Linked DNA regions of Mus musculus: all the other regions are linked to region 3. A link is a contact called in public HiChIP or PLAC-seq and promoter capture Hi-C data. All regions are on one chromosome and are shown on one strand. The core of a region is the stretch at or near the end of the contact, and the rest is flanking DNA. Distances in the headings are between cores, read along the strand shown.

The links. Promoter capture Hi-C pulls out the DNA fragments that hold promoters and counts their contacts. HiChIP or PLAC-seq counts read pairs in DNA pulled down with a chosen protein or histone mark.
Region 1: a promoter capture Hi-C map of stem cell-derived epiblast-like cells shows a contact between it and region 3, with 2.7 times the contacts expected there. The contact joins the promoter of Tmem204 here to the promoter of Meiob in region 3. A contact is called at or near these places in 2 of 39 promoter capture datasets (embryonic stem cells and stem cell-derived epiblast-like cells), 1 of 115 datasets of contacts at active chromatin or transcription factors (pancreatic cancer cells) and 1 of 9 other capture datasets (adipose tissue).
Region 2: a contact with region 3 is called in an HNF4G HiChIP or PLAC-seq map of pancreatic cancer cells. The contact joins the promoter of Telo2 here to the promoter of Meiob in region 3. A contact is called at or near these places in 1 of 39 promoter capture datasets (cranial neural crest) and 2 of 115 datasets of contacts at active chromatin or transcription factors (embryonic stem cells and pancreatic cancer cells).
Region 4: a contact with region 3 is called in a FOXA1 HiChIP or PLAC-seq map of pancreatic cancer cells. The contact joins the promoter of Mlst8 here to the promoter of Meiob in region 3. A contact is called at or near these places in 4 of 39 promoter capture datasets (cranial neural crest, hippocampal neurons, liver and 1 more), 1 of 484 Hi-C or Micro-C datasets (liver) and 2 of 115 datasets of contacts at active chromatin or transcription factors (embryonic stem cells and pancreatic cancer cells).
Region 5: an H3K4me3 HiChIP or PLAC-seq map of embryonic stem cells shows a contact between it and region 3, with 10 read pairs. The contact joins the promoter of Rab26 here to the promoter of Meiob in region 3. A contact is called at or near these places in 2 of 115 datasets of contacts at active chromatin or transcription factors (embryonic stem cells and pancreatic cancer cells).

What each region holds. Positions count from the first base shown.
Region 1 is chr17:25,078,932-25,082,633 of GRCm38.p6, reverse strand. It overlaps Tmem204 (transmembrane protein 204), which reads left to right and starts at 1,520. Exons shown (of 3, transcript NM_001001183.1): 1 at 1,520-2,370. The coding sequence starts at 2,091. The region is part of intron 18 of Ift140 (intraflagellar transport 140); the gene reads right to left.
Region 2 is chr17:25,114,679-25,118,449 of GRCm38.p6, reverse strand. Telo2 (telomere maintenance 2) reads left to right here and starts at 2,483. Exons shown (of 21, transcript NM_001163661.1): 1 at 2,483-3,037; 2 at 3,165-3,513. The coding sequence starts at 3,179.
Region 3 is chr17:24,802,645-24,806,407 of GRCm38.p6, reverse strand. Meiob (meiosis specific with OB domains) reads right to left here and starts at 2,026. Exons shown (of 14, transcript NM_029197.1): 1 at 1,996-2,026.
Region 4 is chr17:24,476,249-24,480,419 of GRCm38.p6, reverse strand. Mlst8 (MTOR associated protein, LST8 homolog (S. cerevisiae)) reads left to right here and starts at 1,342. Exons shown (of 9, transcript NM_001252464.1): 1 at 1,342-1,408; 2 at 1,962-2,100; 3 at 2,258-2,309; 4 at 2,395-2,557; 5 at 2,915-2,990; 6 at 3,087-3,239; 7 at 3,971-4,095. The coding sequence starts at 1,972.
Region 5 is chr17:24,532,353-24,536,332 of GRCm38.p6, reverse strand. It overlaps Rab26 (RAB26, member RAS oncogene family), which reads left to right and starts at 2,586. Exons shown (of 9, transcript NM_177375.1): 1 at 2,586-2,956. The coding sequence starts at 2,750. It overlaps Gm33508 (predicted gene, 33508), which reads right to left and starts at 2,438. Exons shown (of 3, transcript NR_169077.1): 1 at 2,348-2,438.

The sequences.
Region 1 (3,702 bases), core at 271-2,770, 280 kb before region 3:
TTGTCAAGTCCCTCCTACTTAGAACATACCCCACAGGGAGGCTGGCCCAGAGACCTGGAATGAAGCGTAAATTTCCTTCAGGCCCTGAGCAATAAGAATAAAAAATATAAATAAGCCACAATGACACTTGCTACAAACTTGAGGGTGAAAAATCATATTATTCCTCAGAGGACTTACATTCTCAGAACTGCTGACAGTCAAAAGGCTGGACAGAGACAGAGTCCTTGCCTTTTGGAATGTAAACTTAAGGAGTGCCAGGAGCCTGACTATATATGGGAACGTGTGATTGAAGGCAGCCACACTAGGAAGTAGGGGGTGGCCCAGCATGTCAGTTCATGAAGACAGGAAAGGTCGGTTCCGGCCTGTCCCGGCCAGTGCACTAGTCAGCACCAGGCTGTCCCAATCCTGCCCGGTGCGGTGCGGTGCAGTACGTGTGTTTGAGATGGTTCAGCCCACAGCTCCTGCGTTCTTGTGTTCATTTATGCAGCTCTGGAACCCTGGTGGGAGGCTCTGGAGGCGGGACACAGTCTCAGACCTGGTGGCTTTTATTTACCAGAGCTGAAGCGCTATGAGGAAGGAGAGCAAATGTACAGTCGCTCTGTCCAGCCTCAGGGGAGCGAGCACTTTGCTAGTAAGCAAACTTGGCTGCTCAGAAGTCACATCAGCTATCCAGCCTGCTTGGTGGCACAACCCCTTACAGAATCCCACCTTTTCTTGCCAGCCCAAGAACAACCCCTTGCAGAGGTTCCTCAAGGTTCCCCTTCCTTGTAAGGTCTGAGTACACTTGCTCCCTTGAGGTGAATGGATCTCTGTCAGCAGATGGTGGCCTGCCTCAGGTGCCTCTACACCTTACTCTGTCCTGCCATTAGTTCCACATGTTGTGGTGACCCCCAACCATAAAATTAGTTTGTTGCTATTTCACAACTGTAATTTTGCTATTGTTATGAATTCTAATGCAAATATCTGTGTTTTCTGATGGTCTCAGGTGACCCGTGTAAAAGGGTCATTTGACCCCCAAAGAGGTCATGACCTACAGACTGAGAACCACTGCTTTAGACATTGGGGATTCACAGCACCTATCATGCCTTAGGCAATGGATGGATGGATGGATGGATGGATGGATGGACACCTAGTCCCTGAGGATTCTGCCTGCCCGTGCTGTCTGCAGCATCCCCTGGTCCGGGACCTAGCACAGCTGGCTAGGTTTGACGGCAACAGGTAAGAAGATGAGTGTCCTGGCTGGCATCCCTGACTATTCCTATGGGACAGGAAGATGGGGAGGGGCAGCCAGTGGTGGGCTGGAGCAGGCCTCTGAAGTCTCCCCAGGCCTTTCCCATCAGGAAGCACATCCTGTTAGTGTCTGGCTCTGTGGCAGGGCTGCTATTTGTTGCAGTTGGCTACGCCCTCCTGCTCACCAAAAACAGCCTCAAAAACAACCATTTCCTCTCTGCTGAGAGACAGGGAAACGGGAGCTCACACACATACGCGCATACACATGCTTCCTTGTGGCAGGCGTTCTGCTTTTCAGGACCTGCCATTTGTGGCAGAGATACCAAGACGGGATACATAGCAGAGAGGTGGCCAAACCCACACTGCGTCCACAACCCTGTTCCTCCATCAGACTGGCTCCCACAGCCCGTTCTGAGGCGCGTAACCTGGCTGATTCCCACGCTGTGCCTGCCTCCCGAGTTGCTGTCCATTTTCCACTGCTGTAGGCAAGAGGCACTGTGGACACAGCCTCCCTGGCCTCTGTTCCAAAGAAGACGACCCACTTACAACTCTGGATTCTCGCTGGTGCAGCCAGTGCCCCAGATTTCTCCCTGGAATGGGTCTTGGGGAGACCAGCTTCAGCACAGGCTTGTCCCTGCTCCAGGCTCAAGAGGCAGGCTAAGACAGGGCTGTGAGTAGCTCTCTTGGACCCGTCCCATGGGCGACATCCTCCTGTGCCGGGCTGGAGCTGCCGCATAGCTTCCCAAGGATGAGTGCTGATGTCCTCTAGCCACCCCTAGCAGCATCTTGGCTTTCTCTGGATGCACAGCGGCTGACTGGGACTTGGAACTCTCCGAGATAGACAGTCCTGGAAGTCAGAGATGACTCTCCAGAAGCTTGTGGCCACCGCTGTGCTGGTGGCCCTGGTCTCCCTCATCCTCAACAACGCAGCAGCCTTCACCCCCAATTGGGTGTACCAGACGCTGGAGGACGGACGCAAGCGGAGTGTGGGGCTGTGGAAGTCTTGCTGGCTGGTGGACAGGGGTAAGGGAGTCACAAGCCCTGGGACTCGAACTGGGCAGGTGGACACCCATGACTGTGAGGTTCTAGGATGGGGCTCGGAATCAGCAGGTTTCCAGGAGTCCCGAGGCACCGTCAAACGTAAGTCTTGTTATTTTTCTGTCACCTTCCAGTGGTTAGGTGAGGGGAGGTTGTGTCCGTCCATGCTGAGGGTGGCAGCAGGGAACCTGCACCTCCTGCCCACCCTGACAAGCAACGCTACAGAGCTCCACTGTTCAGCTTAGACTCTGTCTGTGGCTTCCTTCACAAGAAGTCACTCCCGTGGCTGGAGGCTCCTTCTCTGCCATTACATGTGGCTGAAGGATGAAAGATGGGTATCCTAATCAAAGCAAGTCATTTTTCCTTGGTTAGAAAGAAATATTACTTAATAAGGAAAACAAGAAGTGTGAGAACATGTGGCTGAGTTCTGTCTTAACGGCTGAGGTGGTCAGGGCCTTTCGGACAGTGCAGGAGACTCTGGCTGGGATGTCCGGGAGACCAGAGGAGGCACAGAGCAGCAAAGGGCAGAGTGTTACCTCCCTGACGCCCATGGTGGCCTTTTCCTTTCCCAGCTCTCTTGTTCTGGGGTCTATGCACTACCCTGGGAGTTGGAAACGTCTCTTTAAATAGCATGCACTGTTTGAGAGTACGAGAATAAAGGGCCTCATAAATATGAGGATGCAATCTAAAATCGACACATCTGCTGACATGTGAGTTCTTTCCTGGTAATGACCCCCTAAAGCAGACAAGAGGGTCTGTCTAACAAGTACCCAGTCTCCTACAAACTGCCTTGGAGGCTACAGGTCAGATGGCGGCTGTCGGGAGATGACGCTGGTCTTTAGAAAGCATGCGACGTAGGTGAACATCTGTTCAGTGTAAGGGGACTTCCTGGAAATCCTGAGCAATGTGCCCAGTGCAACCACCTCAGCCCTGGTCATGACTGACACAGGGCTTGCCGACAAGGCAGGGGAACACCACCCGCCTCTTGCGAGCAGAGGCACCCAAGCTTACCACGGGACAGCTCGGCCTCTTTCCTTGGGTCTTGACAGGCAGGGAGCCCTTTATTGAGAAGATCAAAGATGAATGCACTCTGAGGAGCTAGATGCCTTGTGGGAGGCCAAGGGTCTCAATGTGGGTCTCTGTCATGTGTCCATGGAGAGCTCTCCCTGTGCATCCTATGACCATTCTGCCTAAGCAGGAGAGCTAGTAACCTCAAGGCTTCCCTAAGCTTCTCATATGGGCTGTGGTTTGCCCAGTCCTAGAAGCCTCAGGTCTTCTGGGGTGGGGCCAGGTATAGGCAGGAGCTCCTACCTAGTGCCTCTCATTAGGCTCTGAGAATAGCCAATTCCAGACCCAGCCCACTCCAGGCCATAAAGATTCTGAGGAGGCCAACCATGCCTTGTGATATGTGCACACTCCTGCCTCCTTTCCCCG
Region 2 (3,771 bases), core at 1,234-3,733, 310 kb before region 3:
TAAACTCACTGATTCCTCAGAGTCAACTTTGGTGGAAATGTACTTCAGCTTATTTATCATCAGTACTGTAAAAGGAGGGGGGTAGACTTTGTTTACATCTCCTTGGCAACACAGATGCATGCCTCTTCACTTGGCTTTGATATTGGGTTCTGGGGATTTGAACTCAGATCTTCATGTTTGTACATCAAACACTTTGCCTAGTAAACCTTCTCCCCAGCTCCCAGGTCTAGTCTTTTTGAAGAACAATTACCATTACATTCATTTCTTGTTTGTGTGTGGTTGTGGGAGCAATGAGTGTGTGTGCTTGTGAAGGGCAGAGGACAACTTTGAGGAGTTGGTTCTCTTTTTCCACCAAGTGAGCCCTGAAGACTGAACTTAGGGGATCAAGCTTGCCAGCGGAGCACCTTTACTTTAAAAAAAAACTTGTTTATTAATAAATAATGTAATATATGTAAGTACACTGTAGCTGTCTTCAGACACCCCAGAAGACGGCACCAGATCTCATTACAGATGGCTGTGAGCCACCATGTGGTTGCTGGGATTTGAACTCAGGACCTTTGGAAGAACAGTCAGTGCTCTTAACCGCTGAGCCATCTCACCAGCCCTGTACCTTTACTTTTAAGTGAAGACTGGATCCTCCTAACACCCCTTTGTTCTAAAACAAATAAGGACACCCATCTCCGCCTGAACACTGGCCAGGGGCTAAGCACTGTTAACATTTATTATTGTAAGCACTCTGGTATTCATTTCCAGAAAAATAAGCAAAAATATTGGGTGCTGAGGTGACACGAGCTCTTAACTAGCAACTGCTAGGTTTTCCATTCTGGATGGCTTTAGCAAAAGAATTGCCAGTCAACAACTCCTGGCCTGCCCTAATGCCAGCTCTGACTATCCAGGAAACTCTGAGGGCCTTGAGAAAACTACAAGGTTGCAAATTGCTTCAGGTCTGGAAGATACAGCCCCAAGGCTTTTTGCAACCATTTCGACCAGGTTGAGAAGAACACGTCCTCTGGTGGCCTAGCTGAGGAACTACAGAGGCTGGTGCAAAGACTGTTAGCAGAGGAAGTGCCCCTTTTCAGGATTTGAAGGCAGCCGCTTTGACTCCCTCTGGGAGAGACTTTCCTCATCTCCTCCCTTTTGTTGCAGCTTTAGGTACAGTAAAAGGCTCCTCTCCAGGGTTTGCTTGCCTACTCTCAGTAATGTGGGCTAAGCTGTTATCATGAAAAAAAAAGAGGTGGCAGAGACAGCTGAGCAATTGGCAGGCCAAGCTACAAAAGGGACAGGACAGTCAGTTTTGTCATAGCTGAGGAAGCAGTAGCCAAGGCATCAGGGGAGTGCAGAAACTGAGACTGAATGAGGATAATTGACTAAACCAGAGAAGAGATGGCATAGCCTTGGATGCCAGATGAGTTCCAGAGAGCCAAGAGGTCTCAACCCTAGGCCAAGAATTTTAACACTGGCTGTCATTAAGAGCGAAGGTCTACACAAAAATTGTAAAGCTGTAGGGCTGAAGAGTCCCTACAATCACCAAATCTGCTTAGTGGAAGCTGCACCAGCCACAGGAAAGAGCCAAGGATTCCTGACCTACGTAAGAGCTAGAATACTTTTAGGGCTAAGGGTCCCAATGCCTCCAGTCCCCTAATACTAGGGGAGTCATCTGCCATCTCTCACTGAGGCCAAACATGGAGAAAAAAAAAAAAAAAAGAAAGCTACCATTTGAAGACCTTCTCTTTGACTAACCCCAGTTTTTATTTGTGTAGAGATCCTGGCTGGCTGATCGGTAACACTTCCATGGATGCTGGGAACTGAACTTGGGACCTTGGCAAGAGCCACACGTAATTTAACCTCTAAGATAATCGCTCTGGCCCCTGGTATGCTCTGCTAACTGCTAAGCCTTGAGTGGGCTCATTTCCTGCTCAGGAAGGGTAATTTTGCTTGATGATGTTGAATGAATACAGCTTGCTCAGATTTCCACCCACACCCAGTTCCGCTGAAATGTTGCTCCCTCAATGTATCTTCCAGATCAGGATGGTCAAGAAAAGTTCTGCCATGATGGAATGTTTCACACTGCTAAGTTCAGACGACAGTCAGGATCCCTGGGTGTTTACTCAGCTAGTGGTGTTTCATTTAGGGCAGTTTAGACGCAGTTTGCGTGTTCGCAGTAAACGTGCACCCTTGTGTACCACCAAATACATCAGCGCATCCGCATTACAACTTGGCCATATCCGCTGTTCCTGGCTTCCTTATTCTGTTTCCCTCAGGGCGCCTAGAGAGTTGATTAGTGCTCTAGAGTGGAAAGTCATCCGACCCAAGGCAGCATAGTGGGGTAATGTGCTGGGGAAAGTCTCTCCAGAATTAAGGAAAACAGAGACAGCAGTCACCAGGGGACCAATAGAGCGGACACGCCTACCGGAGTCCTGCCCTCAGGCCTTGCCCACCGTAGGCTCTTAGGCCACGCCTCTTCCTCCTCTTGCGCAGGCGCAGATGCTGCGGTCATCAGCGCGTTGGCGCGCCGCTGATTCGTCCCTAGCCACGCGTTTGTATCAGCCCCAGAAATTCTAAATATCCGTGCAGGTTTCACGTGAGCTCTGCGACTCGAATTCACAGCTGCCCTCAGCTGACACTGAATCTGGCGCGTGGTCCTGGTGCCGTGGCGAATCAGCGGCGCGCAAGAGGGAGCATGTGGCCTCGGCTCTGAAGCATGCTGGCCAGAGGAACCCTGTAGGAGTGGTTGGTCCAGTCGGGGCTGCAGTGTCCTGCCTTGCAGCATGGCCAGTTCCCATACGAGCCGAAGGCCTCGTGTTTAGGGGGCTGGGTGCTAACCTGGAGCTGCAGACGGAGGAGGAGTTTTAGTTATTGCACCCTGGCAAGCCACTCACTCATCCAACTATCAGTGGGTTTGACAGAGGAGACAGCCACAGTGCACCGGTGCAGTCCGGGACTGAAGCTCTGTCAGATCATCGGGCAGGCGGGAAACCCGGAAGAAGGACGGGAGAGCGTGAGTGAGATTGTGAGTGAAGCGCCTGGAAGCGCAGAAGTAAGTGCGTGTGTGTAGGGGGGTGGGGCCTGAGATTTGGAACCGGCCCAACTGTTTCCTCCCTTAACATCGTGGGTGCCATGGGAAGAATTCTTGACACTCTAACATGCTTTTCTCGGACCCTCAGCCCTGTTCTGCAGGATGGACCCAGCCCTGTCTGCTGTCCGGCTCACCGTCCAGGAAGCCATTCACATCCTTTCATCCTCAGAGGATGCTGGCCATATCCTTTCTACCCTGGGGACTCTGAAACGATACCTCGGTGGAACCGAGGATCCAGTTCTTCCTGAGGAGAAGGAGGAGTTTGCCACTGTCCACTTCTCAGCCGTCCTTAGATGTCTGGTCAGCAAGCTGAGCCCAGGTTGGCTGGAGCTGTCCCCCGGTGGCCAGCTGGAGCGGCTTTGGGAGAGCTTCTTCCTGGATGGCCCTCCAGACCAAGCCTTCCTGGTGCTGATGGAAGCCATTGAGAGCACTGCTGGGTGAGCAGTTAGTGAGCAACAGGGCGCCCAAGTTCTGAGAAGGTTCCCAACACCTTAAAACTGTAAGGGGAAGGACCCTGCATCTTAGCCTGGCCTCACTCCTTCTTGTTGAAGGCTGGGAGGAAGAATAGGGTTCCTTGCAGATCAGCACTCAGAGAGTCTCCACTGTCCCTAGCTGATGCCCTAAAGGTCACTTGTTGTCTTCTACTGGGCCCATTCTTTATTCTGTGGCACTTTCAGGATCATCAGGACATTTCA
Region 3 (3,763 bases), core at 777-3,276:
CTCCTTTCTTCCAAACACTCTTGAGTTGTCCATTAGAAAGCTGACCTCCTGGCTACCACACTGGGGAAAGTGTTAGTAACTTTCTATGGTAGTACCTAGCACTGCTTTTGTCAAAAAAATAAATAAATAAAAATTTTAAACATAAAAATTTAGGGGGTGGTCAATAAGATGGCTCACTGAGTAAGGGCTCTTGCTACCAAGACTGGCAACCTGAATCTGATCACCAGAAATCACATGATGCAAGGAGAGAGTCCACTCCCAAAACTTGTCCTCTGACCTCTACACATCCATCGTGGCACCTGACATCTTTACATCATCATCATGTGCGGTATGTATAGTTTATATGCACATGTGTGTACATGAATGTACACAAAGGCCAGAGGAAGAAGCCAGTTCTATTTCTCTTTGCCTTATTTCTTTGAAACAGAGCCTCTCACTGAAACTAAAGCCAGACGGACTGAAGGCTAGCAAGTACCAGTGATCTCTTATCTCCAACCCCCACAAGTGCAGTCATGCCTCACTTTTATGTGGGTGCTAGGATCCAAATTCATCACATCTGCATCCCTTTGTTCTAAGCACTCATCCCTTGAGTCATCTTTCCATTCCCACTCAGTATTTTAACATGTTTCTGATTATTCCAACTGTGTGTCATTCTGGAAAAGGCAAAATCCTGGATATAATGAAAAGAACAGTGGTAACCAGGGGGTGTTATAGGTAGAAGTAAGGGGAAACAAGTGGGACATGAGGTCAGGGAAAGTAATCTGTAGGAATATATGTATTATATATGTTTTACTCATTTTATATAGATGTTTTAACATATATATAACATATTATATATGTATATATATTTTACATACTCTATCCTCCTGGATCCTATATGATATACATACATACTGCATGTAGGCTTCTGATATATCCTGTCCCTATCCTTGAGAACTGACAGGCTCCCTTCCTCCTTAAAACCTCTCTTCCAGCTAGATATGGTGACATATACCTGCAATCTCAGCATTTGGAAAGTGAAGGTAGGAGAATCAAGAGTTCAAGGCTAACCTCAGCTACATAGTGAATTTTTGAAGCCACCCTGGGCTACCTGAGACCCTGTCTCGAGAAGGGAGGGATGGAGGAAGGATTTGAAAGGAAAGAAAGAACCAGACAATTCCGGGAAGATGAAAAGGAAGGAGGAAAGGAGAAAGAAAGGAAGAGAAAGGTAAGCAGGGAGAGGAGAAAGAGAACATTTTTCTCCATTTCCTCTGATGCTTGGAGTGGTGCTGGCTTGTAATCCAAACACAGGAGGCAGAGGCAGGTGAATCACAAGTTCAAGGTTAACCTGAGCTACGTAGGGAGAGCCTGTTTCAACAAACAAACAAACAACTAAAAAGGCCTGTCTCTGGAATTTTGTTTGTTTTGTTTTTCGAAACAAGGATTCTCTGTGTTGCTCTGGCGGCCCTGGAACTCGCTGATTTGGAACTCCACGATCTGCCTGCCTTTGCCTCCCCTCTTGCATGCCTGGGGTTAAAGGAGTGCACCAACCACCCCTGCCTGCCTACGGGATTCATTCTTGTCCTGGGGAGCCTGACAGGGTGAGGATGTGGAGGGTAAGCAACTCCATGGGAGCCATCTGCCGGAATGGAACCTGACAGTACGGCTCTGACCTCGAGAGACACGCTGACCTGGGACACTAACAACCTGGGACCGTGACAGCGAGAAACCTGACAGGAAATGGACGGGCTGGGAGGGAGCTGACAGGAGTGGACAGGCAGGGTAGAACCTGACAAGAAGCAACCGGGCAGGGCAGAAGAGACACGAATGAGTGAGTCTTGACTGGAAGGGACCTGACAGACCGAGGGCCGCGCGCACCGCGGAGAACCTTGGGGACGTCGGCGCGTGCGACCCCGCGCGAGTTTCCCCTCAGCTCAGGCACCAGCTCTCAGAACCGGAGCGCGGTCCCGCGCCGCCGGCCGGATGCCGAAACAGGCAGTCTGGGTCGCGGCTCACCGGATACTTCCGGGCCCGCTAGGTGACCCACGGGGTTCCACCTGACGCCGGTCACGCTCTAGGCCTTCCCACAGCCCGGTGGGCGAACCGCCTGGAGTCCCCGACCGTTAGCTCGAGCCCCGCCCCCTCCGCCCCCTACTGACCGCGCCCCCACTGACTCCGCCCCCAGCGCTTGTGGACTCCGCCCCTATGGCCGCGGGTCTCACGCACGTGTTCACGGTTAGGGGAGAGGCACTACCCATTCCTTGGACTGGAGAACTTTGTTAAGGACTCAGGTGGTGGAGGCCAAGTCGGCCGTAGGTACTGACCCAGAAAAGCCAATTTCGGGGTCACTCGAAGACAGGAGCGGCGACCACGCACCGCACAGGAGCTAGTGAAAGGGGGAAGTCGCTAAGGAAGCAGGCTAGGCATTTGCCGCAGTTCTCTGGTTGGGATCCTGACTAGGGTCTCAGGCTGTCCCCACTGAGCAACCCTCATAAATGTCTTATAATTGCACACGTCTCCGAGAAAGCACAAAGTTACCTTAAGTGAAATATTCTTAATTTAGAGCAGAAAGTGAACTGAAGGAAGACACGGATATAAAAACCGATAGGGTTGTGGAAGAGGAAATGGCCAGATGCTCTTATTAAAGGAGTTTCCCTGGTTTTACCACATACCATATATATCAGGAGGTACACATATAATATTATGTAAAATAATACTATTTGAAAATACCACAGTATTATATAAAATAGATAATACTATTTGGGGGCAGGGACGTTAAGACGGGGTCTTATGATGTCGTTCTGGCCGTCCTGGAACTCACTATGTAGACCAGGCTGACCTTGAACTCTCAGAGGCCTCTGCCTTGGAAGTTCTGTGATTAAAGACATGAGCCATTATGCTGAGCTTAAAATAGATAATACTAATTTTTTTGTTGCTTTTGTTTTTTTAAGACAGGGTTTTCAGGAGGAGGTGGTGGTACATGCCTTTGATCTCAGCACTTGGGAGGCAGAAGCCGGTGGATCTCTGAGTTCAAGGCTAGCCTGGTCTACAGAGTGAGTTCCAGGACAGCCAGGGCTACACAGAGAAACCCTGACTCAAAACAACAAAAAAGACAGGGTTTCTCTGTGTAACAGCCCTTGTTGTCCTAGAACTTACTTTGTAAACCAGGCTGGTCTAGAACTTCAGAGATTGAAGTAGGAGAATCATGTGTTTCAGGATCATGAGTAGCTCAGCTCATGAAGACCTAAAAAAAAAGAAAAAAGGCCAAGTTGGACTATCTAGAACCTGTCTCAAACAAACAAAATTACTACCATATAAAAATCTTACTCTGACTTTCATTAATGAAGTACTTATTGAAATAAGTAAGTTAAGGTCCTATCACTAAATCTATTAAATTTGTCAACATTTAGTATTATTTAATTTTTTTTTCGGTTTCTCTGACAAATATTAAGCAGCCATATGTTAACATATATTACAAAAGAAAACTGCATGTAAGCCAGGAGTGATAGCACATGCCCTCAATCCCAGTTTTAAGGAGGCAGACGCAAGCAGATCTCTGAGTTTGAGGCCAATCTGGTCTACATAGAGAGTTCCAGACCACCCAGGCTACACAGTGAGACCCTGTCGAAAACTAAATTCAAATTTAAAAACACCATTAGTGCCTGGAGAGATAGCTCAGCCGTTAAGAACACTTGTTACAGAGGGCCCAAGTTCAATTCCAGGCACCCATATGGTAGCTCACAGCCATCCATAACTCTAGTTCCAGAGAATCCAAAGTCCTCTT
Region 4 (4,171 bases), core at 93-2,592, 330 kb after region 3:
CTTGCAGAGTCAGAGAGCTGCTAAGGCTCTGACCTAGGTCCTCTGCATATAAGCTTGGTGTTCTGGAATCCTAACAGGGCTGGGCTGTCCCTGACTCTGCTGCCTGAGATCCTTCTCCTCTTGCTGGGTTGCCTCTTTCAGCTTTAAAGTGATAGTATGTGCCTGGTTTTATTGTAGCTTGTGTGTGTTTGGTTGATGTCCCTGGGAGGCCTGCTCTTTCCTGAGGGGAAGTACTTGGTGGTGGTGGTGGTGGGGTGAATCTGGGAGAGAGGAGAGAGGAGAGGAGAGGCTTGGGGGAGGGGAGGAAGAGGAAACTGCAGTTGGGATGTAATATAGGAGAGAATAATATTTATATTCCAGCTAGGCTTTCCCCAGCTAGGAATATAAATATTATTCTCTCCTATATGCCTCTGCCTCCCAAGTGCTGGGATTAAAGGCTGCGCCGCCACCACCACCCGGCTAATTTGCTGTTCTTGAATCAGATGTTCTACACCTATCTGTTCAATGTTATTTAGTAGACACATAAAGCTGTTGAGTGCTTGTAATGTATCTATCTAGTCTAAATTGAAACTATTCACAAGAACATGATGCACACTATATTTCAGTTTAAAATAAAAAAGCACAAAATATTTATGTTGAATGTGTTAAAAGAATATTTTTATATATTGGGTTAAATAAAAAGTATTATTAAAAATTTTAAAAAATGGAGGCATGAGAGTCTGCAGTTTTAAACGAGTTTCTGGGCTAGCTTATGTGCCCTCAGGATCAGGCTGAAAGGGTCTAGACTATGGCTACCAGATAAAGCAAATAGAAGTAACAGACTGCCCAGTTGCATTCAAACTTCTTGTAAGAAAGTAATTCTTTTAGTACAGTGTTTGAGATATGCCTATACTAAAAGAAAAAGAGAGAGAGAGAAATTAAGAAATTAAGAAATTAAGAAAGAAAGAAAGAAAGAAAGAAAGAAAGAAAGAAAGAAGGAAAGAGAGAAAAGCTAGGAAGGAAGGAAAAAAGAAAAGAAAAAATGATTTTTATCTGAAAATTTTGCATTACCTAGAAATTCTAGCTTGGTTGGTAGGGTAGGTGATTGTGTATGTCTGCGGGGGGTGGAGGGACGACGACAGTGTAATTCCTTCTGGGAGCCAAGTCTGGAAAATAGGCAGCAGTACCATGGCTGTAGTTCCCAGTGAGTTGAAGGGTGGCGTCGCGGCTGATGGCCATTCTGAGCACGATCACTTCTGGAGTTCTTCGTCTCAGAACTCTGGTATCCCTTTCAACTCCCCCACTCCCCGGACCCATGGTCTCGCCCGGAGTTACTATCGATAGCTCTACGCTCGGCCCGGCTTCTATCGACTAGCTCCTCCTCGCCTCGCCGTCCTGGACTAAGGCAGAGTGCAGAGCGTGTGTTAAGGTACGGGGGACACGGGATGAGGGCTGCTACCGACCACTGGGTGGCTAGGAGAGTGCGGTCGGGGTAATCGGGCCGGTAACACAGAGCCAGGGCGGTGTGCAGAGCACTGGGGAGCGCGGGGGTCCTGCCAGATAGCGCCCCCACCCATCCGATCCCAGTGCCGGTCAACTACGCATGCTCAGCAGCAGCAGTGCCGGGCTTTTCCTTAGTCGCCATGCGCATGCGTTGCCTACCCTTGCGAGAGACGGCGCCCGGGCGATGGCCTTCTGCGTGTGACTGCCTCCTGCTGGCTGCTGGCGAGGTGGCGTCTCCAAGCGTGAGGGTGAAGCTGAAGGAACACTCTCCCGGGAGCAAAGTAGCCGGAGTCTTTTTTTTTGAGACTGTCAGCGTGACCCTGAACACTCTTATTTTTCTTAGTTTTAAAGTGAAGTTAATACCGGTACACTGTAGTGTGCAGATTGTTATGCGTACATCTTTTCTCTCCAAACGTTTTGACCTTTGGACCTTACTTATCACCTCTTGGCCCAGTGCAGGTCTCATTTTTTTTCTCCAGCCATCAAACAATGAATACCACCCCAGGCACAGTGGGCAGTGACCCTGTCATCTTAGCAACTGCAGGCTATGACCACACGGTGCGCTTTTGGCAGGCTCACAGTGGAATCTGCACTCGAACAGTGCAGCATCAGGACTCTGTATCCTCCTCTTGGCAGCAGGATGGTGCTGGCCAGAATTAAGTATGAATGATATGTGTTTGGGGAAACTCAGGCCAGGTGGTGGAGGTCTTGATGGCCTTGTAGCCCCAAGGTTTCCCTCTCTGGGTTCTCTTCCTGTTATCCTTAACATGCTCAGCAGGTAAATGCATTGGAGATTACTCCGGACCGAAGCATGATTGCTGCTGCAGGTACCTGAGATTCTCGACCTCTGACCCTTTACTGGCCGTAGTTCTACCTGGCACACCCATGCTTCAATTCCCCCTGTGTCCCTAGGTTACCAACATATCCGCATGTATGATCTCAACTCCAATAACCCCAACCCCATCATCAGTTATGACGGAGTCAGTAAGAACATTGCATCAGTGGGCTTTCACGAGGATGGTCGCTGGATGTATACAGGTGGCGAGGACTGCACAGCTCGCATCTGGGACCTCAGGTGGTGTTGTGTGTTGGGCTGAAGAGGACGGCTGCCCGGGGAGTGGGCAGGCCAGGGGATTGTCTGTGGGCAGGCTATTCTGCAATCAGTTAGTCTTAGTGCAAGAGGGGTTGAGCGGGCGATGGAGGGAAGGTAGAAAGCAGAATAGAATTACATCAGAGAGCTAGCCTTGCCTTGAGGCTAGGGGGCCAGACTTTCCTTCCCTTTTCACTGACCTCAAGCTTGTGGAGAAAGAGCTAAACTTCACAACCATTTCTCCTAAGGTAGAAGCAACTCCTTTGAGCAGAGAATGGGGGCTTTTGGTAGAGGCATGGATCAAATCCATTAGAAGCCATGTGTAACCTTAACTCCCCACAGGTCCCGGAACTTGCAGTGTCAGCGTATCTTCCAGGTGAACGCACCCATTAATTGCGTGTGTCTGCATCCCAACCAGGTGAGGAATGCTCATGGGGCCAGGTGTCAGGGGTGGGGTGGGGACTTTAGAGGACAAGAGTATTGCTACATTTCACCTCCCTCCCCTACATCCTAGGCAGAACTCATTGTGGGTGATCAGAGCGGTGCTATCCACATCTGGGACCTGAAGACAGACCACAATGAGCAGCTGATTCCCGAGCCTGAGTCTTCCATCACGTCTGCTCACATCGACCCAGATGCTAGCTACATGGCAGCCGTCAATAGTGCCGTGAGTGCTGGGAGTGGCTCCGGGGGCATCTTGGCACCTAGCCCCTTATCTTCTGCACTTGAGTTGACTCCCTGGTTCTCTCTCAGGCCTCCCTGAGCTTCCACCCAGCTCCCAAAGTCAGGCACCTGGGTACCACTCCTCATGTCCACCTTGCGGTCTGCCATAGCCCCACCCATCAGGGCCAGTTATTTCTCCTTTCGTGTTCCAGTCCATGGCTTTGCTCATCCTTGACACTAATAAGTTTCTCTGTGGCCTTCCTGGGATGCCTGTTCTGCCCCCCTTCAACCATGCAAGTATCCTTTAGTCTTCCTGGCAAGCTGCACTGTTCTGAGACCTTAAGAAGCAACTCCTCATGGACTGTGGATGCTTTAGTTTGGGCCCTGCTCTCATCTCTAGTCTCCTATTTTCCTTTTAAATCCCAGAACATCATTTGTCCCACGTATCTGCACTCCCTCCTCCCATCCTTGGGTTGTCACATTATCTATCTCTGTGTCCTCGTTACTGCCTCCCCTCCTGCACATCTCTGTTGGCCAGCAGCAGCCTCTGGGGAGCTGTGTTTGACTTGGCTAGTGTGACCTCCTGCTTTTGGCTGGCTGGGCTCGATTCCTTGTTGGGGCTAAATTTCCTATAGACATGACCCAGGATGTCATTGGCCTTCAGGCCTTGGCCCAGGTGTCCCCAATCCATATCTGAGGGTCTGGGTTTTGAATGACTGCCCTCCTATCTTATAGGGAAACTGCTATGTCTGGAACCTGACAGGGGGCATTGGTGACGATGTGACTCAGCTCATCCCTAAGACCAAGATCCCAGCCCATACACGCTATGCCCTGCAATGCCGCTTCAGCCCTGATTCCACGTGCGTGTACGGTCCTGGGGGAAAGGGGAATCTACAAGCTGTGGGCATGACCTGGTGTGTGGTAAGTAGATATGAG
Region 5 (3,980 bases), core at 1,337-3,836, 270 kb after region 3:
CTGTGTACTCAGCCTGAGTGTTCTCTCATCATGGTACCCAGATCCTGAAAACCACTGTCTCAGGGTGCAAGAATCTGGGATCACTTCTGCCCAGGTTCAAGGGGAGGAGACACAGACCCACTCTATCACCAGGGAAAATACCAGCACCCTTGCCATCTTGTTTGTTTCCAAGACAGGGTTTCTCTGGATAGTCTTGGCTGTCCTAGAATTCGCTCTGCAGACCAGGCTGGCCTCTGCCCCTCAAGTGCCGTGATTAAAGGTGGGCACTACCACCTCCCAGTTGCTATCTTCTTTTGTTGGTTTGTTTTTTGAGTCAGGATCTCACTATGTAGTTCCGGCTGTCCTGGAACTCACTATGTGGACCAGGCTGGCCTCCCAGAGATTTGCTTGTCTCTGCTTCCCAATGGCTGAGATTAGAGGCATGCCCTCCACCACGCCTGACTCTTTTAATTTTAATTAACTAATACTTTTGAGACAGGGTCTTACTGTGTAGTCCTGATAGGCCTGGAACTTGCTATGTAGACCAGGCTCACTCACCTTTAACCCACTAAGATCTGTCTCCCCGGGCTTCAGGAGCACAAGGATTAAAGGCATGCGTCACCATGCCCATCTGAGGGCCGAATTTCTAACTTGTATTTCTTTTGCCAATTTAGTAGCTGCTTACTGAGGCCAGGAGCTGGCTGCCAGGGATATGGCTGTGACCGAGACAAGCTGCTTCCTGCTCCCAGAAAAGCTCCCATTCCAGAGTGAGAAACGGATGGGAGCAGAGGAGCCTTGAGATATAGTGATCAAAGAGGAGCAGAAGTGTGGGGCCTGAGGCTTCTCGGGAGAAAGCAGAGACCTGGATTTTATGTAAATGTTCCTCCTTTTAAAAGCAAGTCTGTCTCCTCTGCTGTCAGAGGCGCCCCTCCTCTGCTCTCCTCCCACTTTCTCTGGCTTGCCTGTTCCCTCTCTCTCCTTCTAGATGCCTGCACTGTTTTCACTGCCCTCAACCTGAATCTCCTCCTTGCAGCTCCTGCCTAGAACGTCCAAACTTGAACTCTATGTGTATGCCCTGTACTGGACGGATTCTAGGCAGTAGCTGGAAGGAGGTTACATGGTCTACTTCCTAGGGCGATAGGCACAGGCTGTTGAGGTTCTCAGCTGAGATCCTGGGCCAATCATGCTGAGGTTGGCCTTGTGAGGACGGGATACTGAAGTCCTCAGGGAATGCAAAAGTGAGAGCCCAGTACCCCCACTCTGGGTCAGGATGTATACAGATCTGGAAATTGGCCTGAAAGAGATAGGAGGAGGCTTTGAGCCACAGAGGTAGGGAGTTCTTCATGCTCTGCTCTCTGCCAACTGAGAAAGTTTAGAAGGCCGTCAAGAAACGCAGAGTTTTGGTGACAATGATCACATCTTGGAGAACAGCTAGGCCATTCCAGAGGAACACCAAGAAATACTGGGTCTCAAAGGCACCACCCTCCAGCATCCACTGTCCTTAACTCTGACTTTCTTTCTCCTGACTGGAGTGTCTTAGGTGAGGGGCTTTGGACAGAAATCCTCCAGTCAGCATAGGTAAAGCAGCAGGGTCAGAATCAGGAGAAGGGTATACCAGGTCCTGAACCAGTTTGGGGTTTAGAAAATCAACACAGACCTCTCTTGGATGAGAACCTAGGATGGAAAGACCATGGGCCAGTCAATTCTAGGAAGGGACCTCCAATCTTCTAGGCTGTCAGGGCAGACCTCTAACCCTAATCCTAACCCTAACCTATGCCTTGGTTATCTCTGAAGGCCTGATGCTGGCTGGCTGTGATAACTACTTCTTTCTCACTTTAGATATCCGTACTTCAACCCAGGTGGCAAAATATGTGAGGAAGATGGGGCTGGAGAGATGGCTCAGTGGTTAAGAGCACCGACTGCTCTTATGAAGGTCCTGAGTTCAAATCCCAGCAACCACATGGTAGCTCACAACCATCCCTAACAAAATCTGACGATCTCTTCTGGAGTATCTGAAGACAGCTGCAGTGTACGTACACATAACAAATAAATAAATCTTAAAAAAAAAAAATACGTGAGGAAGAACAGCGTGCCCGTTATGCCTCTGATCAGCTGAGCCCAGAGTGCTCGGTGCAGCAGGGATTGTTTGTGAAGCATGAGTGTTGGAGCTTCTTAAATTTGCCTATCCTGGAGGGAATAGCATTGAGGACAAGTAGTCAGATGGCTGGTATCTCTGATAGAAAAACAAAAACAAAAACCCTGAATCTCAGGCTGCCTATTCATGCAAGCCATCTGCCCCAGCATCCTCATCTCAGAACACATCGTAGTCCCAGGTCCATGGACTAGTCTATTGAGCTAGGTTACTGACCTGGGACATTGAAGACTGGGGCAAAGAGAGGACACAGGATCCTGGTGCTTCCTTCACTGGACAACTGGAGCCCTTTGAGCACAGTGCACTTGGAGCATGCTCCTGGGATGCACACCTAAGGCCTTCTTGGGACCTCTTGACCCCGCCCCTGGAGCGACAGACTTATTTGCATGGCTCCGCCTCAGAGCGACCATTGGCAGTGGTGGCGGGAGGCTGGGCCTGAATGGCTGCGCCGCCTGTGGGGACGCGGGGGCGGGGCAGGCACTGAGTGCTGGAGATGCTGCTGCTACTGCCGCCGCCGCTGCCGCTGCGGGACGGGTTCGGGTCCGAGTCGGTCTTGGCGGGCACGGGGCGTGGGACAACCCGGGACACAGCGGTAGCAGCAGGAGCACACTGAGAACCATGTCCAGGAAGAAGACCCCCAAGAGCAAGGGGGGGAGTGAGCCGGCTACCTCTACGCTGCCCGCCGCCGCCGCCGCCACCAATGGGCCACGTCTGGCACATCCGAGGACTGTGCGCCCTGGCCCAGAGGCACCGCCCAATGGGCCCCCGCAGTCCATCCGGCCCTCACTTGGTAGCACTGGAGACTTCTACGATGTTGCTTTCAAGGTGAGCCAGGCACCTCCCCGCCATGGGAATGCAGCAGGTGGCGTTGGATCCTAGACTGCCGCTGGGGAAGAGTGCAGGGCCTTGCAGACCCTCGGCGCTGAATTGGCACAGCACCTTGCAGATGGCACGGCAGTACCTTACATTGTCACGCGACCCTACGTGCGTGCACGAGCGCGCGCGTACACTCTCTCACACACACAAACACAACTATTAGACTAGGGTCTGGGGTATTCAACAGCTGGCAGGGCCCTACCCCCACTCCATCTACTGCAAGGCCAAGCAAGATCAGAGTTTTGAAGCTGTCCCTCTGGGATCTATGGCCCCTACCGGTGCTCCTGTCTCATCATTTCCCATCCATATGCTGCCTTCCCTCACCCCCCCAAGGGGCTGTAAGTGTCCTTTTTCTGGGAGAGAAGAGAACAAGGCCACCCTAGACCAGAACAAAATTGAAGCCTAGGTGAATTGACCTCCGAAGGCAGGGCCATCACTGGGTCCTGAAACATTGGCCTGAGGGATCATGTGGGTGGGAAAGACTTCACTGGTCTGGCCCTCAGGCCCACAGATATCCCTACCCCCTCTTCACTTCAAAAGCTGTCACACCTCTTCCGAACCTTGCTGCTGAGATTTGTGTCTTTGCTGGAATTCGAAGAGGCCCCCAATACTGAGTCCCCAAAGGTCTCTTAGGAGCTTCCAGCTGCACTCCCATGGCTCTGCTCCCCATAGGCCCCAAATGCTGCCCTCCCAGATCAAGCATGTTGTCCATGGAGGAGGGGTAGGTAAGGTCCTGGATGGGGACAGCTGTCCTCACTCTCTGTGACTGAGGCAGCATTGTTGGAGGGAGAGGTGATAGGGGGTGAACGGGGGTGAGGGTGGGGAGGGGGAGAGAGAAGCTGGGCATCCATGCTATTGGGGTCCACACTGCTGAACCTACAGGCCTGGGATACTCATTTCCTCTCCTGCCTCCCCCACAGCTCAAGGCAGATCAGAAGCATCTCTAGGTGGGCAAGGCCCTCGGCTCCAAGCC